Regions from separate parts of the Sus scrofa genome. Here region 1 is linked to region 2. The links are chromatin contacts, called in public HiChIP or PLAC-seq maps. All regions are on one chromosome and are shown on one strand. Each heading gives the region's core, a stretch centred on a gene start, on an enhancer-like site or on the middle of the called end of the contact. The rest is flanking DNA. Distances are from core to core; before and after follow the strand shown.

Evidence for each region. HiChIP or PLAC-seq counts read pairs in DNA pulled down with a chosen protein or histone mark.
Region 1: an H3K27ac HiChIP or PLAC-seq map of skeletal muscle shows a contact between it and region 2, with 3 times the contacts expected there. The contact joins the enhancer-like site here to the promoter of G6PD in region 2. A contact is called at or near these places in 2 of 5 promoter capture datasets (fetal liver and liver), 10 of 47 Hi-C or Micro-C datasets (alveolar macrophages, blood, fetal liver and 4 more) and 2 of 2 datasets of contacts at active chromatin or transcription factors (alveolar macrophages and skeletal muscle).

The regions. Positions count from the first base shown.
Region 1 is chrX:124,916,708-124,921,888 of Sscrofa11.1, reverse strand. No RefSeq gene overlaps it. Among named protein-coding and RNA genes, the nearest start is that of RPL10, 8.0 kb to the left of the region's middle. Within about 2 kb of position 1,463, at least 25 of the 83 cell types and tissues checked have an H3K27ac peak or open chromatin away from gene starts, as enhancers often do. A contact at or near this core is called in alveolar macrophages, fetal liver, retroperitoneal adipose tissue and 2 more, where this site is marked.
Region 2 is chrX:125,037,146-125,042,537 of Sscrofa11.1, reverse strand. G6PD (glucose-6-phosphate 1-dehydrogenase) reads left to right here and starts at 1,498. Exons shown (of 13, transcript XM_021080744.1): 1 at 1,498-1,962; 2 at 2,788-2,915. The coding sequence starts at 1,851. It also overlaps a transcript of IKBKG not described here.

The sequences.
Region 1 (5,181 bases), core at 214-2,713, 120 kb after region 2:
GAAGCGCTGACCACTGACCCACGCAACCATCTGGATGGATGGCTCTCGAGGGCAGTGCGTGAGGGAGCACGCGCCCCCTCCAGGTGGCATCCTGCCGGGTTCCATTTATGTGCCGCAGTAACTGAGACTGGAGTTCTGGTTGCCAGGGATCGAGGGGGGGGAGGAGGAGGGGGGAGGCCGTGGCTATGACAGGTCAACAGGAAGGACCCTCAGGAGGGGACAGGCTGGACCTCGATCGCAGTGGGGGCCACCTGAACCCACACGCGTGACGAAACTGCCCGGAGCTACGCGCGTGCACACACACACACACACACACACATTCGGACACGCAACCGGGGACAAAACCCCGAGCAGCGCTCGCGAGGCACCCACGGCATCGCCTGGGAAGCGATCGCACTGGCTGTGCGACAGGCTGACGCAGCAGTACAGAGGAAGCGCGGACCACCGACCCACGCGCGAGGGGCTCCGGCCTCTCGGGCGTCTCCGTGTAACTTCCTGTGCGCTTCATTACTTCACAATACAAGTACACACCGGAAGCACACCAGCAGGGCTGAGCGTGCCCACGCCGGACCGCTCGCGCGGCTCGGCACGGAGAGGCCGGGCAGGACGTCCGGCGACCCGCAGCCCGCCGGGCCGCCCGCCGGTGAGAAAAAAGGGCCCGGGAGCCCAGCCCAGAGGGGCGCGGGGGCAGGCGGCCCGCCTTGTTCGCATTGGGCAGAAAGGGTGCCCGTCACACCACAGGGGCCGGGCCTCCTCGGCCGCCAGGGGGCCGGGCGCGTCCCGAGTCGAGCTTGGTCATTGGCGGAGCCGGCCGGAAGGGGCGGGTCGGAAGGCGGGGCCCCGCCCCTTGGTCACCGCCCTCGCTTCCCCGACCCCGCCCCTGTAGGTCCCGGGCGCGACCAGGCTGCCTTTTCCGCCGGACCCCGGGGGTCTTTGCCTTCCTCCGGGGAGAGGCCGACGGGAAGCGTCCAAAGAGGCCAAGCCCTGGGATGGCTTGGGGGCTCCGCCGGCGCCCCTCCCGCAGCTCCCAGAGGGACTCCCCTCCGGGTTCGGAGGGTGTCTGGCCCTCGCGATGGCCAGAGGCCGTGTATTGGGGGCCCCCAGGGGCCCGGTGAGAGGGGGAGGAGGCGGCCGCCGTCCCGCCAGGACGGCAGAGGGCAGGGTCACTGCGCCCCCGGCCCCGCCCAGCCCTGGCCTCTGAGGGCAGCCTGGCTCTGTGCTCCGGAGAGCTCGCCCCCGCCCCCCGCCTCCGCTCCCAGGGCCCCGAATGGGGCGCCCTCCCCCCACCCCCACTCCCACCCCTTTCCCGGCCCGCTGTGTTCCAGCGCCCCTGGGTGTGCCTGGGAGGGTTCTCGGTGAAGCCTGGATCCCCTCCTCCGCCGCTCCCCCGCCCCCCGCCCCGCAAACAGGCACAGACGGGTAGTATCCAGGGACAGGTGGGCAGAGCTGGGGCCAGTGCCTGGCGTCTGTCAGGGGTGTCCGCCAGGGCCCATGCTTCCGGAGGCGGGGACAGCGGGAAGTCACAAAGTGTTCCCCGTGTCGCTTGACAGGTGTGGCCTGCTGGGCGGGAATCCTGCCCCAGCACGCCGGTTCTCCCGGACAACCTGGGGTTGCAGCAGCCATCAGTGCCTGCCTGCCTGCCCGCCTGCCTCTCACCCGGAGAGGTCAAGGTGAGCCCGCAGAGAAAGCTCCGGTGTCTCTAGAAGCGGGCGAGCTGCGGAGCGCCCCCTCCCAGCGGTTGTCACGCTGGAAGGTGCGTGGGAACACCTGGAGGGCTCGTTCCAAGCCAGGTGGCCGCCGGGCCCCACCCCAGAGCCTCTGATCCTGCAGCTCTAGGGTGGGGCCTGAGAGGTGGGGACTCCAGCAAGCTCCTGGGTGATGCCCGTGCCACCGCCGCTGGTCCGGGGACCCCCCCCACCCCCCCGTGCGAAGCACTGCTCTGGAGGTGGTGGCTCCTAGGTGTGTGCCCCCTGCCCTACCCCGGACCGGCTCCTTTGCGGGGTCCCCAGGGCCTTGGGAAATGGCGGGGGGGGGGGCCGCCTCTCGCGAGAGCAGCGCGGCTGTCATCGCCACCCCTCCCTGCCCCGGGGGCCCTGGAAGGTGCCTGGCCGCCCACCGCCCGCCAGGGCAGGATGAGGCGTCAGGTCTGTGCAGGCGCTGGGCTGATAACATCTGGACGCTGGGAGGCGGGGGCGGAGAGGAGAGTTGGGCCTGGGGCCTGGAAGCTCTCCCTGCCGAGGCCCAGGCAGAAGAGCCGACTGCCCAGCCGGGCTCGGGGACGGGAGGGAACATGCGCCCTGAGACCCAGAGTGCGGGTTTGGGGGCGTGTGGCGACGAGATCGGGGCGGCGGCGGGGGGGGGGCGTGTGCCCGGAAACGAGGCGCTGGCGGTCGTCTGGTCTGTGGGTGCGGCCAGCCCTCTCCGGCGGGTGGGAAGCCGCGGCCTTTCCTGCCGGACGCTCCTTCCTCACCAGGAGGGTCTCCCAGCCCCCGGGCGATGCTGCCCGGACCTGCTCGATGCCCAGCAGCACCGCCCACCGCCCACCGCCCACCCCCCGGGCCGGCCGGTCCTGGCAGCGGCTGGTCTTTGTCCGGCTCTGGGCCGGCCCGCTGTGCGGTGGGGGCGGCAGAGGAAGCGCCGCGCGTCTCCAGCCGGCATTCGAGCCCGGGGTGCGCAGCTCGGGGACCCCAGCAGCCGAGCGAGTCCTGGCTGTAGGGTCGGACGGCGGGGTGGCCCTGGGCCCCCGTTTTCTGCATTCCCCTCTTCCCCCGCACCCCCGGCGCCCCGTCATCATCATCGGGCATTTCCCTGACGGCGGGTTCAAGCTGGCTGTACGTCGTGATAGGAGCCCTGAGTCACATCTCGCTACTATTTTTTCCCCGCTTTGTCACTCGTCTCTCTGTGGTGTGGGGTTTGTGCTTGGTCACACGATTCCAGGGTTTGTGTCATCGGACTTTGCAGGCTTTTCCGAAGGGCTTCTGGGGTTTCTCCGGGGCTTGTTGGCCTGCCACTGACTTAGCGGGGCGCCGCCTCCTTCGAAAGTCACCGAGCGTTCGTTACCCGTTGCTGCATCACACGTCTACCCCCAGGAGCCGCGCAGCGCGGCCGGCGCTCGAGGTCTCGCAGGTGTCTGAGGGCCAGGGTCCTGGAGGGCTTGGCTGGGGCTCCTGGCTGGAGGTGTGTCACAGGCTGCCGTCGAGGCATCAGTCGGGGCCAGTCTGGTCGGCCTGGGGCAGGGGCTTGGGGGAGGGGAGGCTCTGCTTCCAGGATCGCTGGCGGGGCTGTGGCGGGGCCGGGGCCTCCCCACCGGGCCGCTGGGGGCCGGGCTCCCCCAGAGCCAGCGATCTGGGCGAGACAGAGCCGCCCCCGGGGCCAAGGCACGGTGCCGGTCTGATGACTTCACCTCCAAGTGACCCTCCCTCCCCTCGGCTGGATCTTGATGGGTCACACAGGCCCAAGCCGGGAGCAGTGCAGGAGGGCCCGGCCAATGAGAAGGCTCCAGGGAGCATCCTTGCTCCTGAACCTGGCGCGGGAGGGGCTCCTGGTCCGCGCAGGCCCCTCGGGAGCGGGACCCTGTCCTCCGTCTGCGTGGGGGTGGCAGGTTCCAGCCCCCGGGACCAAGACAGGCAGGGCGTGTCACCCTTAGATGGTCGCGGACAGGACACACGAAAAGCCAGAGAAAGAACATGTGACCGAGCCCCTGCCTGGCCCCCACGGCCCGAGGTGTGTGCCCCCTGCCCTCTGCCCTTGCGGAGGAGCTGGCAGCCCTGGTGGCACATGGACGATCCCGGGGCTGGTTGGCACCTGGAGCCGCAGCTGCAGGCCTACGCCACAGCCGCAGCCAGGCCGGGTCCTTAACCCACTGAGCGAGGCCACGGATCGAACCCACGTGCTCCTGGAGACTATGTTGGGTCCTTACCCCGCTGAGCTACAGTGGGAACTCCCAGGGAGCTCTTTCTTATCCCAGCAGCCCACGCGCTGCCAGTGCCACCTCCGCCCGCACCCTGGCCTGGGCCCCAGGATGCTCACTGGCCTCCGAGGTCCCCCCCCCCGCCGCCCAGTGACTCAGTCCTGCCCCGCTCCTGTCCTTCCCTGAGGGGGCTGGGGCAGTTCCCCTGCCCGAGGGTGGGTACCCCCTCTCTGCACATGGGTGCGCTATGCTCCCTCCTTTGGCGCTGCCCCCCCCCCGCCCCCGCCTGCCCTCTGGGGGAACCTGTCAGCAGCCAGGCCCTGGAGTGGGATGAGCCACACACCCAAGGTCCTCGCCCCCGCCCCGGTCACTGGGCCTGCTGGCCCAGGTGTCAGCGGAGGGTCAGGGGCCGAGGCGTGGCCAGAGCGGTGGGGGGGGGGCTGGCCGTCAGTCTGGGGGCTCCGCCCTCCCCCTGCCCCGCGCCCCCACTAGACCAGAGGGGACCTGCAGGATGGGGGCTGCTGCCTCCTGGGGCCACCAGCCATCCCCTCCACACACTGAGTAGGGGCTGTTGGGGCCCCCTGGGGAGGGCGCGTGTGCCAGGCCCCTCTCCTCTGCGCCTGGCACCCGTTGGTGAGCAGGGCTCTGGGTGGGTGGCCCTGCGTGGGAGCCCGGCTGAGGGCCAGGGCCGGGGCGCACCTCCCGGACTCCTCCTGGCGGCTGGTGGCGGGGCGTCCTCTGGGGATTGCCTCGGGGCAAGGGCGCGGGTCCCAGGCCCTTTGCCCCCAGCCGGGTGCCTGGCATCCTAGGCTCCCTCCCTCCTGCCCATTGTGTGGGTGGACCTCAGGCTCAGGCCTGCTCTGTCCTGGGGGCCCTGTCCCTCCCCGCCCCCCAGGCTGGCCTCTTTTCCCCTTGCTGAGCCACGTGCCTCGTGGCTGCTTGGGGGTGCTGTGGCCTCTGGGGCGGGGACGGGGACTCTTGGTTAGCTGGGCTGGGCTCCGAGGCCCCTCTCCCCTGGGGCCCCCTGGCCAGGCAGGGTTTGGAAAGGATGGGAGGCGGGGCTGTTTCCTCCTGGGGCACTGGCCCGGGGAGGGGGCAGCAGCCTCTGGGTGATTCGGGCCGGAGGGGTGCCTGCTGTGCTGAGGGGACGAGGTGGTGCCTGGGGGCCTCTGTCCCCCCTCTGGCGCTAGACTCCACTTGGCCTGGCTCTGCCTCCGCTCCAGGTGAGCAGCTTCTAGAAGCCTCCAGACCAGACTGTGCCTGCCTCCCTC
Region 2 (5,392 bases), core at 249-2,748:
TACAGCTCTGATTGGACCCCTAGCCTGGGAACCTCCATATGCCCGGGAGCGGTCCAAGAAATGGCAAAAAGACAAAAAAAAAAAAAAAAAAAAAAAAAAAAAAAAAAACACTGAGCAACACAGAGAAACAGCTCACAAGAAACCACATATTATGAGTCCATTTATGTGAACTATCCAGAATAGGCAAACATAGAGAGATGGAAAGACTAATAGATGCTTAGAACTGAAGTAGATAAGGTGATGGGTTGATGAAAATGTTCGAGAATGAATGGTGATGGTTGTGCAGGTGTGTGAATATACTGAAAAGCAGTGAATTGTTCACTTTCAATGGGTGAATTGTGTGGTATGTGAATTATATGTCAATAAAGCTATTTTTGAAAATAAGAGATTATGAGGGGTATAAATTAAGCAAAGGTAGCAACAGGTTGATAACTGTTGACGCTGGGAGGTGGGTACCTTGGGTTTATACTATCCTTTCTACTTTTGCACATCTTTGGTATTTTTCACAATAAAACGATCCGAGCCCCATCATCTCTCACCTGGATAACTGCAATAACCTCCTAGCAGATCACCTTGCTCCAACCCTTGCCCCCTACGTACAGTCTGTTCTACCCACCGCGCCAGAACAATCAGACCAAAAGGTAATTCCTACCACGTCTCTCCTCTATCCAGATCCCTACCATAGTTCCTCATGGCCCTCCGCCAAAAAGCCACAACCCGTACAACAAGATAGTAGGCCGTGCACTATCTGGTCCCCCATTGCTTCCTCTCTAACTATTCCCCCCTCGCTCACTCTATTCCAGGTATAGTGGCCTCCTTATGGCCCATTCATCCTCAAGTCACAGAACTGATATGAGGTCCGGCAGACATTAACCGTTGTGCAAAGTGAGCAAAATGAAGCGCATGAGGAAAGATGCTTAGCTGTCAAATTACCCTTGAGGCTTTTTTAAAGAACTTAACAACTTCAAATGTAGTCAAGTTCGATGAACAGAAAATGTCTCCGAAGTAGAATAGTCATCCACGAACTAGGGGTGTGGTCAGACTCCGCCGCGGCAGAGGAAGGAGAGGCGAAAACTGCCCCGCTCGTCGCCAGAGTAACCTGGGTCCTGAATTGGCCAGCCTCGGCGGGTGATCTAGAAGCGGGCGGCAGAACCGGGCCGGGGCCCAATAGGAGGGGAAAGCCTGGTCGTCCAGGGGGGGTCTCGGAGGTGGCGGAACGCCCACCAATAGTACCCTATCTTCGGAGAAGAGGACCACACCTGTCAGCAGAGTCGGTCCGACGTGAGAAGGGCGGGAGCGGCGGGTCCCGAGCGCTCCTCGGACCCCGGCGCTCGGAGAAAGTTCGGGTTCCGCGGTCGCCCTTCCCTTCTCGGGCTGCCAAATTCCCATTTCCTGCTTCCGGTGTCGTAGCTGTGGGATCCGGAAGTAAAACACTCACACTCCGCCCCCACCCCGCCCCCAGCAGGCCCGCGAGAGGCGCGAGGGAGACTTGTCCCCAGACGGAAGCCCGAGCGTACCAGGCTCGGCTGGCCCGTAGGACACTCTTCAATAATATGCGTCGCGACCCGCATTTCCCCTTGTCTCTCCGGCGGCGGCATCCAGCGAGCGGCAGGTCGGCTGCCCCGCCCCCACTAGGGGAGGAGCCACGACGAGGCTATCATGTGATAGGGCCAGTTTGATCGGAGTCGACGACCCGTCCAGTGAGGGGGCGAGGCTAAAGAGGGCCCCGCCTACAAGTGGGGTCGAGGGGCGTGACCACGCTGCCGGCGGAAGTGGAGCCCTTCTTGAGGGCGCAGGACAACCCCGGGCTGACGAGAAAGCCAGACTGTAGGGGCGGGGCCAGGCCAGGGATGGGAACGCGGGCGAGCTGTGGGGAGCTGCACACGGACTCGCGAAGCATCGGGGACACGGCGCAGCGGCGGCGAGGACAGCAGGGGGCCCGCAGCCCGGCGGCCGGCGCAGGTGCTCAAGGGGCGGAGCGGGTCAGGCCGGCAGGCCTCGCGCGGGAGCGGGGGGGGGGGGGTCCCACCGGCCCGAGATGCGCGCGCACCTGCCTCGCCCCGCCTCTCGGGGGAGGGGCACACGGAGGCCCCGCCCGCGCGCCTCGCCTGAGGCTGGTCAGCTCAGACCAGGTGCCCGCCCCCGCCAGTTAAATGGGCAGGCGGGGCGCAGCCCCAGGAAACTGCCGGGAACTCCGGGGCTGCGAGCGCGAAGGGCAGCAGCGGTGAAGCACAGGTAACTGAGTGGGCGAACGCTTTGATTTGCCACGCTTGGGAAGGGGGCAAAATCGAGAGGGTGTTAACTGATCTAACCGTCCCCTGCATACCCCCATTGGGCCCCTGAGGGGACCCCGAGAGGGGCGGGGATTGGCCGGGGTCTCCCAGCGGTGGTGGAGGAGGACTAGATCTACACTGTCAGCTGCTTGATCTAACTTGCTCCAGCTCATTGAGGAGCTTCCGCCTGAATCCTTGGTGAGATGGCCTTAGCAGGTGGTCCGATGTTCCAGCTTGGTGTTACTCCCCCAGAGCTGAGGCCCTCGTTGGAGTCCACTAATGCTTAGAGTAATGTTGTAATGTACACGCTGAAAGAAGGCTGTCTGGAGAGTATGACCAGAGCCAGCAGTTTCTCATCCCCCAACCATCCTGCTCGCAGCCATTCCCACCAAGTGGTTTCAGTAATCAGGCATCAGCTGGACGAGAGCCCAAAGGACTCCTCCAGAAAGGGGCCAGCCAGCTTCTCAGTGCTTTCCGGTTCTCCTGCCTCATCAATAAGTTTTTTTTCCTCCAGAGAGTACCATGGCAGAGCAGGTGGCTCTGAGCCGGACCCAAGTGTGCGGGATCCTGCGGGAAGAGCTGTACCAGGGCGATGCTTTCCATCAGTCGGATACACATATCTTTATCATCATGGGAGCATCGGTGAGTCTCCCCCAGGCCCCACATCTTAAATGCAGCAGACTTAGAGCAGGACATGGCTTAGGTCCCTTCCCTCTCCGTGCCTGGGCTCGCCCACCTGCTTGTTATAGGGCCTCTCCAGCTCTGCTTGGCTGGGCTCTCCCTCCTGCTCTTGCGCCACTATCACCCCAGCACCCCCTGGTGTAGGCGTATTGCAAGGCCTTGCTGAAGTCTGTGTGCAGCCATTGGCTGCAGCCTCATGCCCTGGAGCCCGGAGGTCCGCAGGGGCTGTGTGCTTGGACTTCCTCCTCCGTGGGGAAAAGTGAGAGGCAAACAGGGGAAGCTGTTCATTCTGGGAGTGTGTTTTCCAAACTCGCGTCTGACTTGGTAAACGGCGTGAAGTCAGTTTAGTTCCAGAGGTAGGATCTGAGGTCTGATCTCCACCTTGTGTCTGCCACGTCAGGTTCCGTGAGGACAAACACTCAACTTTGCTTTGAGCAGCATCTCTTTGCCCCAGCTTCTAGGGCCTGCTCAGGAGCTACGACCAGCCCCATTGTCTAGCCAGTGGACCTGCCATTTTGCTCTGATCAGAAAGGCCAAAGAGTAGACACAGAAGGGGGTGGCTCCTCAGAGAGCCATGACCCGCAGCCTAAACTCCCTCTGCATGCCGTGCCGTGCGACCCAAGCTCTCCCATGGGGCAAGACGCAGGCGGCCTGCTGGGGTTTCCTGTGCAAGTGATCTGTGTCCTCTTTTCCCTCTTAACCTTGGATGTGACCAAGAATCTGCTACCCGTGGCATCCACTGCTTTGCGGGTAACTTACTGTATAGACCTTGAGCGAGAGTCCTACCGGAACTCCTTAGCTCTTGACAGGGCAGGCCACTGTCCCTCTGTGCCTTCCACGCTGCTGTCCTCTCAGCTCTGGGGAACTCACCGCCTGCTCCCTGCCGACTTTGTGATTCTGGGCAGGACTTGGAAAAGGAGAGCCAGAAGGCGAAGGCTACCTTAAGCACTATCCCTTGAACCTTTGTCACCCGGCGACTGGGGGGTGCGCAGGAGGAACACACAGGGGGACAGGCTTATCCTGCACCCTGGCCCCAGCCCGGTCCGCTTAGAGGAGCCTCAAACCTTAACACTTGGAACTCTGACCATTCGGCCCTTCATCCAAGAACCCGGATGGTTTTTCCTCCTTCCTCCATCCCCACCCCAGCCTGTCGCAGGCCTCCGGAAGTGGCCCGTGGCCCCAGGCGCTGCGCCTCGCCGAGAGCAGCCAGGTGTGACCTGGGCCAAGTGTCTTTTCCCTCGTTGTCTCCACTTATCGACTGAGGGCTTTTGAAACAAGTGCCCAGGGCCCTGCGGAGCCGACCCTCTGACCCCTGGTGGCCTTCTCTTGTGGCCTGGCTCTGGGTTAGGCAACTTCGTGTCTTTGCAATCGGCTGGGTTCCCCTTTGCTCTCCTCTGCTCCGGGGCGGCTCTGCAGGTGGAGTGGGGGCGCCGGGGGTCCTGGGGGAGGAGCCTCCTTGTTTGTTTCTCCCTCCTCCTGCTCGGCAGGGGCGCCCAGGCTTGGGGGCGCCCCGGCTCGGGGCTGGCTCGGGCAGCACCTGGAACAGCTCCCGCCCCCCGCCACCCTCTAAGGTGTCCCTCCCTCCCTCCTCCCCAGGGGGTGGCAGCAGCCGCACAGAGAACTTGCTGGTTGCACGGAGCAGCAGGGTCTGAGCTCGGCCTCCCATCCGGAACCTGCTGCTCCAGGAAACCAGTGAGGTCTCTGTTCGTTCAGCCGTCTGGCACGGCGCGTGCTGGAGCCCCTGCTCCCCAGCCTGGCGGGGGCCCAGGGTGAGCGCATGTGACAGAAGACACCAGCAGGCCTTGGTGTCCGCAGAGCCAGGGCCACAGGAGCCTGGCACCCGGAGGGAAGAGCAGACCTGGAGCCCCGGGCTGTCCTCTGCCGCTTCGCCCTCGCCTGCCTGCCCACCCGTTGCCCGCACGCCCCACTTCCTTCCTGGGGGCGGCCCAGTGCTGCTCAGGAGTTACCCAATGGCTTTAGGCCACTCTCTCTTCCCTTCTCGGGACTCTCACGTCAGCAGGAAGGGAGAGGAGCTAACTCACTGTCCCAGTCCAGAGAGCTCTGGAATGAAAGGATTCCGTTTCTGCGAGAACAGAGTACCGTTGGGTCTGGCAGATGCGTCTGCCCCCATCTGATAGGACCTCGGCCAGGCTGGGGCCACTCCCCCCCCCCACCGGAGATGGCGGAGGAGGGGGGGAGGGCAGGAGAAGGGCCTGGGAGCCCTCGGGCAAGATTGGCTGCCTGGCTGCCGGAGGGTCCCTCGCCCCTCACCCCTCAGCCTCAGATCCCCACCCAGCCCACAAGGTCCCTGGACCCTCCCTGTCCTCAGGGTGTTTCTGAGCTCCCCCCCCCCCCCGCCCCCGCCACTGGGCCGATAAGGTTCTTGCTGTGTCATGGTGACGCTGGCGCACCCCCAAAGGCCGGTGATTCATGGGCCC